Linked DNA regions of Gossypium hirsutum: region 2 is linked to region 1. The links are chromatin contacts, called in public Hi-C maps. All regions are on one chromosome and are shown on one strand. The core of a region is the stretch at or near the end of the contact, and the rest is flanking DNA. Distances in the headings are between cores, read along the strand shown.

Region 1 (5,531 bases), core at 1,624-4,123:
ATAACCTTATAGTTACATGAAATATGCCACGTATACCTCATGCCGACATACAAGACTAGTTTTTAATAGTAAAAATAGATGAATTTTTAATAGAATGACATGTTTACTCTCTTATTTAACGTATAAGTTGAATTTTTAATAGAATGACATGTTTACTCTCTTATTTAACGTATAAGAACTAATTTATTTATCATTTGAGTAGATAAGGTAAAATGTAATTCGACTCCTGTTTCCATATTACTTTACTGAAGTTATTCATATAAGTGTCTGACCATCCAAAATAATTGTATACCAGCTAAATCCTTATGAAAGTACTTGTATAAGGGTTTTTATTTCAACACTTCAAAAAAAGTTTGACAATTTCAAAAAACTTAGACTTTCGATTGAACACTTTTCATAAAGGTTTTATCATTTTATGACCATTTTAAAATATTTAACTTTTCCCCAAACAACCCATAAAAAGTTAGATTTGATCCTATTTGACCATTTTTATAGATTTTTATCATTATCATTTTGAAAATTTTGACCCTACAATAAACCCATTAAATTAGTCTTTGATTTGAGCATTTAAATATAAGTTATAGTTCAAACCATAGGAACCAAAAGATTAAGATACACTATTAGTCCCTATATTTTAACAAAATTTAAGATTTAATCCCTATACTTAAAGAGGTTAAAAATTATAAGTTTTTTTTTACATTTTTTTATTTAAAAATTTCAGTTCAATCTTAAAATTGTAAGTATTTTTTTGTCAAAATTTGTCAACTTAAAATTTTAATTAGAATATACTCATATGACAGCGATATATGATTAACAGAAAATAAACTAACAAATTTCGAATGAGATTAGCAAACATAATTCAGTTATACAATGCTGATGAACAGTAGTTAACTGACAATACTATGGCACCAAACAACATTAAAATAAAACCAATGTAATGTAGTTAAAACAAAACAGACACTTTTAGTTAGAAGCTTAAATGTTCAGTGCAGTTCATTTTAAATAAAGAGGCAAAGAACTAAAACCAGTGGAAACACCAAAAGTAAAGCATGCAAAGATCAAAATCCAGTGGTCAAAATGTTGCAGTTGATATGGCTGCACATCATTCTATTGAAATAGGCACCAAAGGCACTGTGGGATCCTTGGTAATGCAAGAGATCGAGTACTTCAACATGCTCGAGCTTGAATTAAGCAGCCGAGAAAGCTCGAAGAAGCCACATGGTAGGCCTATTGTTGGACCAGTTGTGGCAGCTGAAAAGAAGAAAAAAAGAGGAGCCAGCAAACTTGTAGCAAGCATTTGTTCTATGGTGGAAGTTTCGGAGAATAGGCCGGTCGGGGTTTCGGGTTCCGGATTTAGGAACCTGAAATCGGATTCAAAGAAGTTGGAAATCTAGACTATGGTCTCAGAAAGCTTGGAGAATCCAAGCTTCTTGAGACGATTCGTTATAGGGGTCGACCATGCCCTATCCGAATTCCCACATTTTATGTCCACTACTTCAACAATGTTTGATACTACTTTCTTGTCACTTTTTTGTCTAATAGGTGTTCTTTCTAATGCAACATTTTCAGAGCCAAGTATTGGCATCTGATGGACATTTTTAGTACTTTGGGGGCTTTTATAACTGGTGCTGTTGCGACCCCTGCTGGTGCCGGCTCCATCCAATGATTTTCTTGGTTGTAATCGTTTTAGAGTCGTTGAAGAACAGGCAACGGATGCTGGAATCCCCTGAGATTTGTGTCTAGGTGGTGTTTGCCTTGGTGTTTTAATGGAGTCTAGTTCCTCGGTCATAAGGGAACTAATTGTCCCTTTAGTCCCCACCTTAATTGATCCACCACCGCCATGGATAGCTTCCAGTTTATGAGCCATGTTTGATGATTCCTCTCCTAAAGGCTGTTATCCAACAACAAAAATGAATCAAACATATGAAAACTATACTAATCTTTTTAACGGCAGGTGTCACTGTCTGATTATTCTGTCAGTTACATTAATTTTTAATGATACATATGCATAAAATTTTTAATATAAATAATTAACTTATAAAATTTTTAATATAAATAATTAACTTACTCTTTAATCTGATATACAAAAACTATTTTATCTATTTTTTTTATAGAGGGATAAAGTATAATCTAACTCTTAGTAGCATCCATCGTGCTTTTTACTCTTTTCAACATATTTGAGTACCCATTGAGGAATTTCAACAAACAGATAGACATATGTTAGCTAATTGAAGAACGAAATAACTTAATCCAGTTGATTCATGCAAACATCCTCAATATATTTGCTTATCACAATTAAAACAATTTCAGTTCAGCTCATGAAATATGAATATGAAACTGCAGATTATGATTATGAATCAACCACTTAAAACAGTTTCATATTTAAACCAAGTTTTCCAGATTTTGAATCAAAACCCAATATAAAATCAAAATCATAAACTAAAATGAACAATGAAAATTCATTAATCCTATCAAGAATCAAGCAGAAACAGCACCAAATCCTCAAAAAAAAAACCCAACTTTTTAAAGAGATTCAATCATAGAACTTACCAACAACCAGCAATCATTCCACAATTACATAAATGACGGAAATTTAAAGCTTGCCACTTTATATACCAAGCAACATTGAAGGGTGAACTCAGCAACAGATTGAATTGAATCTGAACCCCAAAACAACAAAAAAAAAGTGGAACTAAACTATGAAAAAAAAAATAAAACAAAACCCACCGAATTTTTCATGTTTTCTGGACGAAGATCGGTGTGTTTGTTTATTATGTCACCTTCAAAACCATATCTAATCTTCTTTGTTTTTGAAATCCAACTTTTTCTTCTTTTCTTTTTTTTGCGAAAAGTATTTGTCTTTTGTAATATGTCAGACCAGTCAACAAATACCAATCATGTTGCAGTAAAAGCTGTCTCCCTACCAATTTTTCAAAAACCAATGGTTGTTTGCCACGTACCAATATTGGTATTCTGAACTTTGGACAAAGATATTTTAGTTCACATTGCTGACGAAGGATTTTCTTTTCTGTACTTCGGTTTGAAGTTTTTATTATCTGTAGTGTTAATAGGGAAAGAATTTTATGAAAATATTTTTTTCATAATTTAATATTAAATCAATAATTTTATCTTCAATTTTAATATTTTTATTTTGAAGAAAATTAAATTTAAATGAAAATATTAAAATTTAAGATAAAATTATTGATATGACATTAAATTATTGAAAATAAATAATATTACTATTTCATATAATCTTTTCTCGTGTTTATAAGATTAAGAAAATTAGAAATAAAAATAAATTTTTAACTTAAAATGTTGACTTTAATCGGTAAATTTCACCATTCAAAAAATAAATAAATAAATAAAATAAAATCAAAACCATTTTATTTTATTTTAAAGGCAAGGATTAGATTGAATTTAATAAAAATCCTAATTTTTAAAAATAATTATTGGATTAGGCTGTTTTTTTTGTAAACAAAATTCATTCTCATCCAGTTTTTTAAGATTAAGGTTTTGTTTTTTTTAAAGTAGGGTTAGAGTTTTGTGAATTTTAAAATTTAGAGTCAGTTTTGTGTAGAGTTTAGAGTTTTTTTTTTATATTTTTTAAGTTTTTTATATATCTTTTAGTTTTTTAATAATTATTTAATTCGGTATTTAGGAGCATTGTATTTACACCAATTATATATTCGAATTATTTGAATTATAAAATTTAATTCGATTCATGATCGATACCCCAGCCAATTCCCAGTCCAACAAGTCCAACTAGTGGTCCGGTCTAGTTTAAGTACATTGAATTTTGGAATTTTTTATATTTAAAAATCCTTTTTTAAATTTTAAAGAGTTTTTTTTTCATTTTTTAGAAAAAAATATAATTTTTAAATTTATTATGTTTTATTTAAAGTATGGAAAAATTATTTTTATGTACTTTTAAAGGGTAGTGATCAAATTGACAAAAAAAGTATAAATGTTGAGGGCTAAAAAAGTTATTTTTAACTTTAATGGCAAAATTAGACAGTGACAAAGATTTTCAAATAAAAAAAAATAAGGACTTAATGTTTCAAAATTAAAATATAAGAACTAAATTTAAATTTCAAAAGAATACAAAACTTATGCAATTTATTTCAATAAAACATTAATTTTACCTCAACAAATTGTATTTATCTATACTTACGTTGAGTTAGTATCACAAGTCAACTAAGTACCAACTCAGTTTAAAAATTACGTATAACACCCTAAAATCGGCCTAGACATTATGACTAGATCTGAAGATGCTACGTAAAATAGTTGTAAATCCGATTCGCATATACTTTAAAAACATTGTAAAATTTTGTTACCTAAAAACCTGTTTTATTAGAAAGCGTATTTGACATAACTATTTAAATGAAAATGTTGTTTATTTACATTTACTGAATAAAACAAATACTTTGTAGTGAAAATCTTATATCATTATATTTTGGAAACCAAGTTTGTTTCTTGAATTCGATAGTCTGTAGGAAAATAGTCGTTTTCGATAAATCGTTTTGTTAGTGTCATGCGTAAATTGAAAATAAAATCCAAAAATAAGATAGTCCTAAAATGTCCAAAACAGTCCAAATTTCACAAAACACTTAACCCAATTTAAAATAGTTAAAAAAAACGAAATACTAATATAACCAAACTTCCATCGGACCGACCCGCCTAAGTCTGAAGATTACTTGAAAATATCAATTAAACCGAGAGTGAATTTTGAAACTCAGTGTATAACAATAAACTTAACACAGTAAAATACATATCAGATAGATCTATTAGAAACATATTTATAGCAGAGCAGAGTAGATACAATACATAATCCTACCCTCAACCGCTACACATCAACTCCGTCCATCCCAACACACCATATGAGTATAAAACACTCATCCATCCCTACACACCCCTATGGACACTTTACAGAATAGTTGCAGCTGAGCTGCCGGATCAATAGGCGATTTACCGCCTTTTACAGAATCACTTCCTTCACATGGTATGTACAACCCAACCCAGATGCAAATACAGAGTAAGAAAATATAATATATATTCAGAGTAGAAATTAAACGTGACATAACTTTACATACACAACATAACAGATACAAACCACATTCTTATCATACGTATTCAGATTTATTACTCATTAGCATTTCCATTATTCTTACGGATAGTAGAATTTGTACCAACAGATGTCCAGATTTCATGTGTTACAATATATTTAGTCTCATACCGACCCTACGAAAAGTCCACGGTCGTTCTGGACAATGTGTACGGTCCTAAGAAAAAATCCTAAATTTTGAGCCCACACACTCGTATGGCCCACACGACCCAAAATAGCCCAAACCGTGTGTCACACACGGTCCAGCACACGGTCTGTCACACGGCCGTGTGCCACACACGGCCTAGTGGTGTCGATAGTATTGTTTTTTTTGCTTTCGTTGTTCACTGATTTTCAATTTCTCATTACACACCTAAAGGTTTTTTTATGTGAAACCAACAATTGAGTACTCCCACACCTAAATTAGCAA
Region 2 (5,370 bases), core at 2,115-4,614, 320 kb before region 1:
ATGTTGATGATGACATAATTAAAATCTTCATGTTGCAAAAAAAAAAAGTGTTATGGACTAATTATAGAGAAGTCCCTAGCTCTAGCCAAACATAAAAAATTGCCGCGTCAACAATAAGTTAGTAGATTAATTTAATTTTTAATGGCAATGATTAATTTGAGAAATTATCTTAATTAGAGTAATTAAATGGACAAAAAAAATTTAAAGTGACCAAAATAAGAATGATACTATTTTAAAATAACCTATCATATAATTTACCCTAATAATAATTAGATGTTGTAGTGAAGCCTTAATAGTGATCTTCAAAATTATTATGGCTTTAAAATATTATCTTATATATTTTATTGAAAGAAAAAATTATTGCAAATACATTTCATCAACACATTTAGTACATAAAAAATCGAATATCGTGGGAAAGAAAAACAACGATAATAAAATTTGTAAATCAAAACAACGTAATTAAATTTGAGATTAATATATATATATATATATATATATATTTGTAGTCGATTGAGTCTTAGTTTCATTGCTATCGGTATTATTGTCTATGCAGGAGTATGTGGATTCGAGAACGTTAAAACACATTTATCCTCCTATTGAAAGAGTTAGGGAGGGATCATAGGTAATTGTAGGTAATTATCTGATTCAATTTGTAATTAGAGAAATCTACAATTGATAAATACTCCTAAATCACTTGTACACCATTACAAATACATTAATATATTTGACTAATTCAATAATAGTTTTACAATTAATCATATATTTCACTCAATTATGTTTTTAAATTGTTTAATACTCGAACCTCGTATGCTGATCTAATGGTCAGGGTGCTCACCGCTACAGGTGCAGATTGGGTTCGAGTTACAATGTTGTTAGGGCTTTGCCTTCCTGTAATTCACCAAAAATAGTTGTTTAATACTCTTAAAATTACTTGTACATCATTAATAAATTACTCGATTTATAGTTTAATTTAATTTAATATTATGAAAAGTTTATAAAATAATAATTGATAAATAATATTAAAAATGTGATAATACACCTAATTTACATGTTTATCATGCTTAATTTTTATAATTTTTTAATGAGATGTTGCTATTATTATTTTATTTTTGATTAGGTACAAAAGCAAACTAAGAAAGTACAAAAAATCGAAAATGCGAGCTGTTATCAAAGTTTTGAGTCGAGAATGAGTTGATGGATAATGATTTATTTTGAGAACTATTATTTTTAGATTTATTTGTAAAATAAATAATTTTATTTTTCATTAGGATGATGTTTTAATATTCTAGTATTTTATCTTTAAGATAATATTTTTAATTTTTTAGTATTTTATCTTTTATTTTAGCAATCTACATTGGAAGCCTTTTGAAATATTAAAATTTAAAATCACTTCACAATTATCATCAAGCGTTTGTAGTCCAACGGTTAGGATAATTGCCTTCCAAGCAATAGACCCGGGTTCGACTCCCGGCAAACGCAATTAATTCATCATTTCAAACAATTTCCCTTCCTTTTTCCTATGGAATGCAGGTGGTAACTGCTGAGTGTTTGTTGGATTAAAACATGAGAGCCTTAATGTTGGAAAAATTGTATTTTATGAAAACTTTAAGACATATTTTCAATAGGTAAAGGTGAATTGGAACCCTACCACATATCAGACTAATATTAACTTTTTAAATTGAAATAGTACTAATTTTTTTTTAATGATAATAGTAGTTAAGTGAGTTGATGTGAACATTCTCTTATTAATATAAGATTAATGATGAATTTGATGGACGGTGTATTTGCCTATGGTTAGTGTAAAAACAATGGTGGCTATGAGATTAGATACTATAGCGTAAGACAAAAAGTAAGCTAAACGCACCGCAGTGTACCCACCACCCATCCAAACCCACTCTAAAACTAAATTTTTAATGGATATAATGAAGAAACTATCACTTATTTATAAAGGTCAAAGTGTTAATTAGAGTTGTTCATGAGCCAGATCATGTCGAATATAAAAAATTATGCCCATTTTCTAGGCTCGGGCCCGGCCTGAAAAATATTATAATGTTAACATTCAGTGTTATTATTTTAGCTAAATTTTTATTTTAACTTTGCATAAGTTTTTAATAAACATATTTTTATATAATTTTTTATCAATATCATGAGTGTATCATAATCTAATAATGTTATTAGTAGGTTCAAATTGATAGTTTTATTAGTTAAACAAAAAAATTAGACTCGTACAAAATATAGACCAAACTTTAATTTTTGATATTTGAAGTTTGAACTCTAACTTAACTTGTTTTTAAGTTTATAATATGTTATTTTTTTATATATTATATAATTTATATTATATAAAAAATTAAATATGTAAATATTTAAAAAATGTTAATAATTTTTATTTATAAATTTAATGAAAGAAAGAAATCATTAAAGCATAATAAAAGAAATGAATATAAATAATTATTAAATATTAAATAAAATAATATATTTAAAAAATATAATAATATGAGTTAATCTAGATAAAGTTGAGTTAATCATTAATAAATATGAATAATATTAAACAAAATTTAAAGCTCATGTTTTAGGATGGCCGAACTTAAACACCTATGTATAATTATTGACAATAACATCGTACATGTGTGCTATCAAAATGTCACATGAAAAGTACAGTTAACCATATTCAAGCATAATAAACTTAATATACCTTCATCCTGTGAAATTATCTGTGAGCTTAACTAGTTAATTAAGTAAACTAGTTGAAATTAAGTTATTTAATTCAATATTTGTAATGATTGATTTTAATTGGAATGATTAATATAATTAATTAGTATAAAGATTAAATATACAAATTATACGTAATATAAGAATTAATATAAAATTTTGATGAAAAATAATCAGATTATATTTTATCCCCTCTATTAAAAAATAAGTAAATTATTATCTATACGTTAGATTAAAAATAAATTAGTCTTTTTTATTAAAAAATTCATACGTTTGTACTGTTAAAAATTGACGTGATTAACAAAATAATCAGATTAACATTGTGTGTGCCATATGTATATCATGCTAATGTAAGGAGACTAATTTTTAATAATAGAAATAAATAAATATTTTATAAAAAACTAATTTATTCTTTGATCTAATATAAATAAATTAATTTAAATATTTTTTAAATAAAAAATAAAATATTATTTGACTTTTAACACACATGCATTCTTCATATTATTTCGTAAAATTCTAACTTTTATGTCAAAATACAGTCGAATTTCAACATTATACCTCAGATTTTCCATATCATTTGTTTTGCACGCATGCTCATGGATTGCCAACTGTCCTCCTTTAATCATCACAAGCTATTTCTGGCGAGTACAATAGGAAATTCATAATCTGACGAGTGTAAATAACCCCCATCACCTAAAGTTGCGTACAACCTCCGAAAAATAGAAAAATAATAAATTTCTAATTAATAAATAATTTTCTAGGCCTTTCCCTTTAATTTCCTCGCCACCCAAACAAGGAAAAGAAAAAACCTACACCGCCATCCCTCGTAACGCACAGCGACTGTTCCCAGACTTTATCCGAGGAATTTCTTTTGTCATTTCGTTGATAATCCGAACTTCAATTCTTTAAAAAGGCTTTGGATTCTTGGATAAGGTAAACCAGTACCCTACAGCTTGTCTAGTTTTATATTATGTGTTCTTTTTAAAACTTTTTTTTTTTTTGGCTTTTGTTTGATCTTAAACTTTTCTGATGATGGGTTTTGCCTATATGATGAAGATTTCCTTTTATTTCCTTAATTTCTATGCATTTACCTGAATAAAAAGAACAAATTTAATATTCAAGATCACTTTTTTTTCCCTAGTTACGTTAAACTGGAAAATTTTAATTTAAATGTAGTGAATCTTTGGTCTTTAAATGCTAGTTGATTCTATAATCTGATTTTGTGATTAATTATAATGATTTTAGGAAGTTTGAATCTTTGCTTGTTAACAGTTTAGCCTATAGTTTCGGTTTTACAATGATTAGATATTTCTATGGTTTGAATTTGCATTTTATGAGTTTGTAAGGCTTTTGTTGTAATTAACTTGTTAATGGAAGGAAATGGATGCCAGCTTTGGTTTGATTGCCAAATGGTATCTAGGTTGCTTGATTTTTGTTTCTTCGATTTTGGTGAAATATGATTTGAATTCTTGTTGGTAATATGTTATATGAAGTTTGAATCCGATGCGGGTTTGGTTTAACATGTTTGGGTTGTTGTTAGACCTTTTTGATCAACTAAGTTCATGTTTTGGTTTGGTTGTCAATGGTATTTAGGCTGCCCTATTTATTGTTTCTTTGGTTTAAATGAAAAAAATATTCTTATTCTTGATAACAATATGCTATACAAAGCCGAATTTGATGGGGTTTGGCTTAACATATTCGGGTTGTTGCTAGGCCTCTTTGATCAACTAAGTTCATGTTTTGGTTTGGTTGTCAATGGTGTTTAGGCTGCCTTTAAATGAAAAATTATTCTTATTCTTGATAACAATATGCTATATAAAGTCGAATCTGATGGGGTTTGGCTTAAGATATTCGGGTTATTGCTAGGCCTCTTTGATCGTTCATGTTTTGCTTTGGTTGCCAAATGGTTTTTTGGCTGCCTGATTAGTGTTTCTTCGATTTTACGTGAATGAATTCTTATTCTTGATGATAATATGTTACATAAAGTCAAATTCGATGTCGCTTTTGCTTAACATGTTTGGGCTGTTTTCAGGCCTCTTTGATAAACAAAGTTTCATGTCTGATCTCGACGTCCAGGTTCCTACTGCCTTTGGTATGTTTCGACCTTAACATTGCACTATTAATAATTGTTCTAATTTCAGGTTTAACATGCCTTTTGTATTTGTTGTGTTAGATCCCTTTGCTGATGCAAATGCTGAGGACTCGGGTGCTGGTGCAAAGGAGTATGTTCATATCCGTGTTCAACAAAGGAACGGTAGGAAAAGCCTGACGACTGTCCAAGGGTTGAAGAAAGAATTCAGTTACAACAAGATACTTAAAGACCTCAAGAAGGAGTTTTGCTGCAATGGCACTGTGGTTCAGGACCCAGAATTAGGGCAGGTGTGTGTATAACCCTTTTAAACGATTATGGATAATATCTGTTATTCGTACCTGATGTCTAAGTTTGTTATGTTCTGGTTTTACACTCAGGTTATTCAACTTCAAGGTGACCAGCGTAAGAATGTCTCCACCTTCCTTGTTCAGGTAATTGTTATTGCTTCTTGGAATTAGTTGATGTTAAGCAAAAAGTAACTCGGACTAAGTTGTGAGTGTCGGTACGAGACTATGGGTGTGTGTCTAGCATGAGTATGTTTAGTTTCATATCACTATGCCCATTTCCGC

The links. Hi-C and Micro-C count contacts between places; a contact is called where the count stands out from the background.
Region 2: a Hi-C map of leaf shows a contact between it and region 1, with 2.4 times the contacts expected there. The contact joins the promoter of LOC107898813 here to the promoter of LOC107903348 in region 1. A contact is called at or near these places in 3 of 34 Hi-C or Micro-C datasets (hypocotyl and leaf).

The regions. Positions count from the first base shown.
Region 1 is chrA04:2,988,420-2,993,950 of Gossypium_hirsutum_v2.1, reverse strand. It overlaps LOC107903348, which reads right to left and starts at 2,873. Exons shown (of 2, transcript XM_016829364.2): 1 at 2,728-2,873; 2 at 854-1,891. The coding sequence starts at 2,739. The coding sequence ends at 1,391.
Region 2 is chrA04:3,304,623-3,309,992 of Gossypium_hirsutum_v2.1, reverse strand. It overlaps LOC107898813 (protein translation factor SUI1 homolog 2), which reads left to right and starts at 3,364. Exons shown (of 5, transcript XM_016824399.2): 1 at 3,364-3,642; 2 at 4,742-4,801; 3 at 4,883-5,088; 4 at 5,179-5,232. The coding sequence starts at 4,765. TRNAG-UCC (transfer RNA glycine (anticodon UCC)) reads left to right here and starts at 1,408; the gene lies at 1,408-1,479.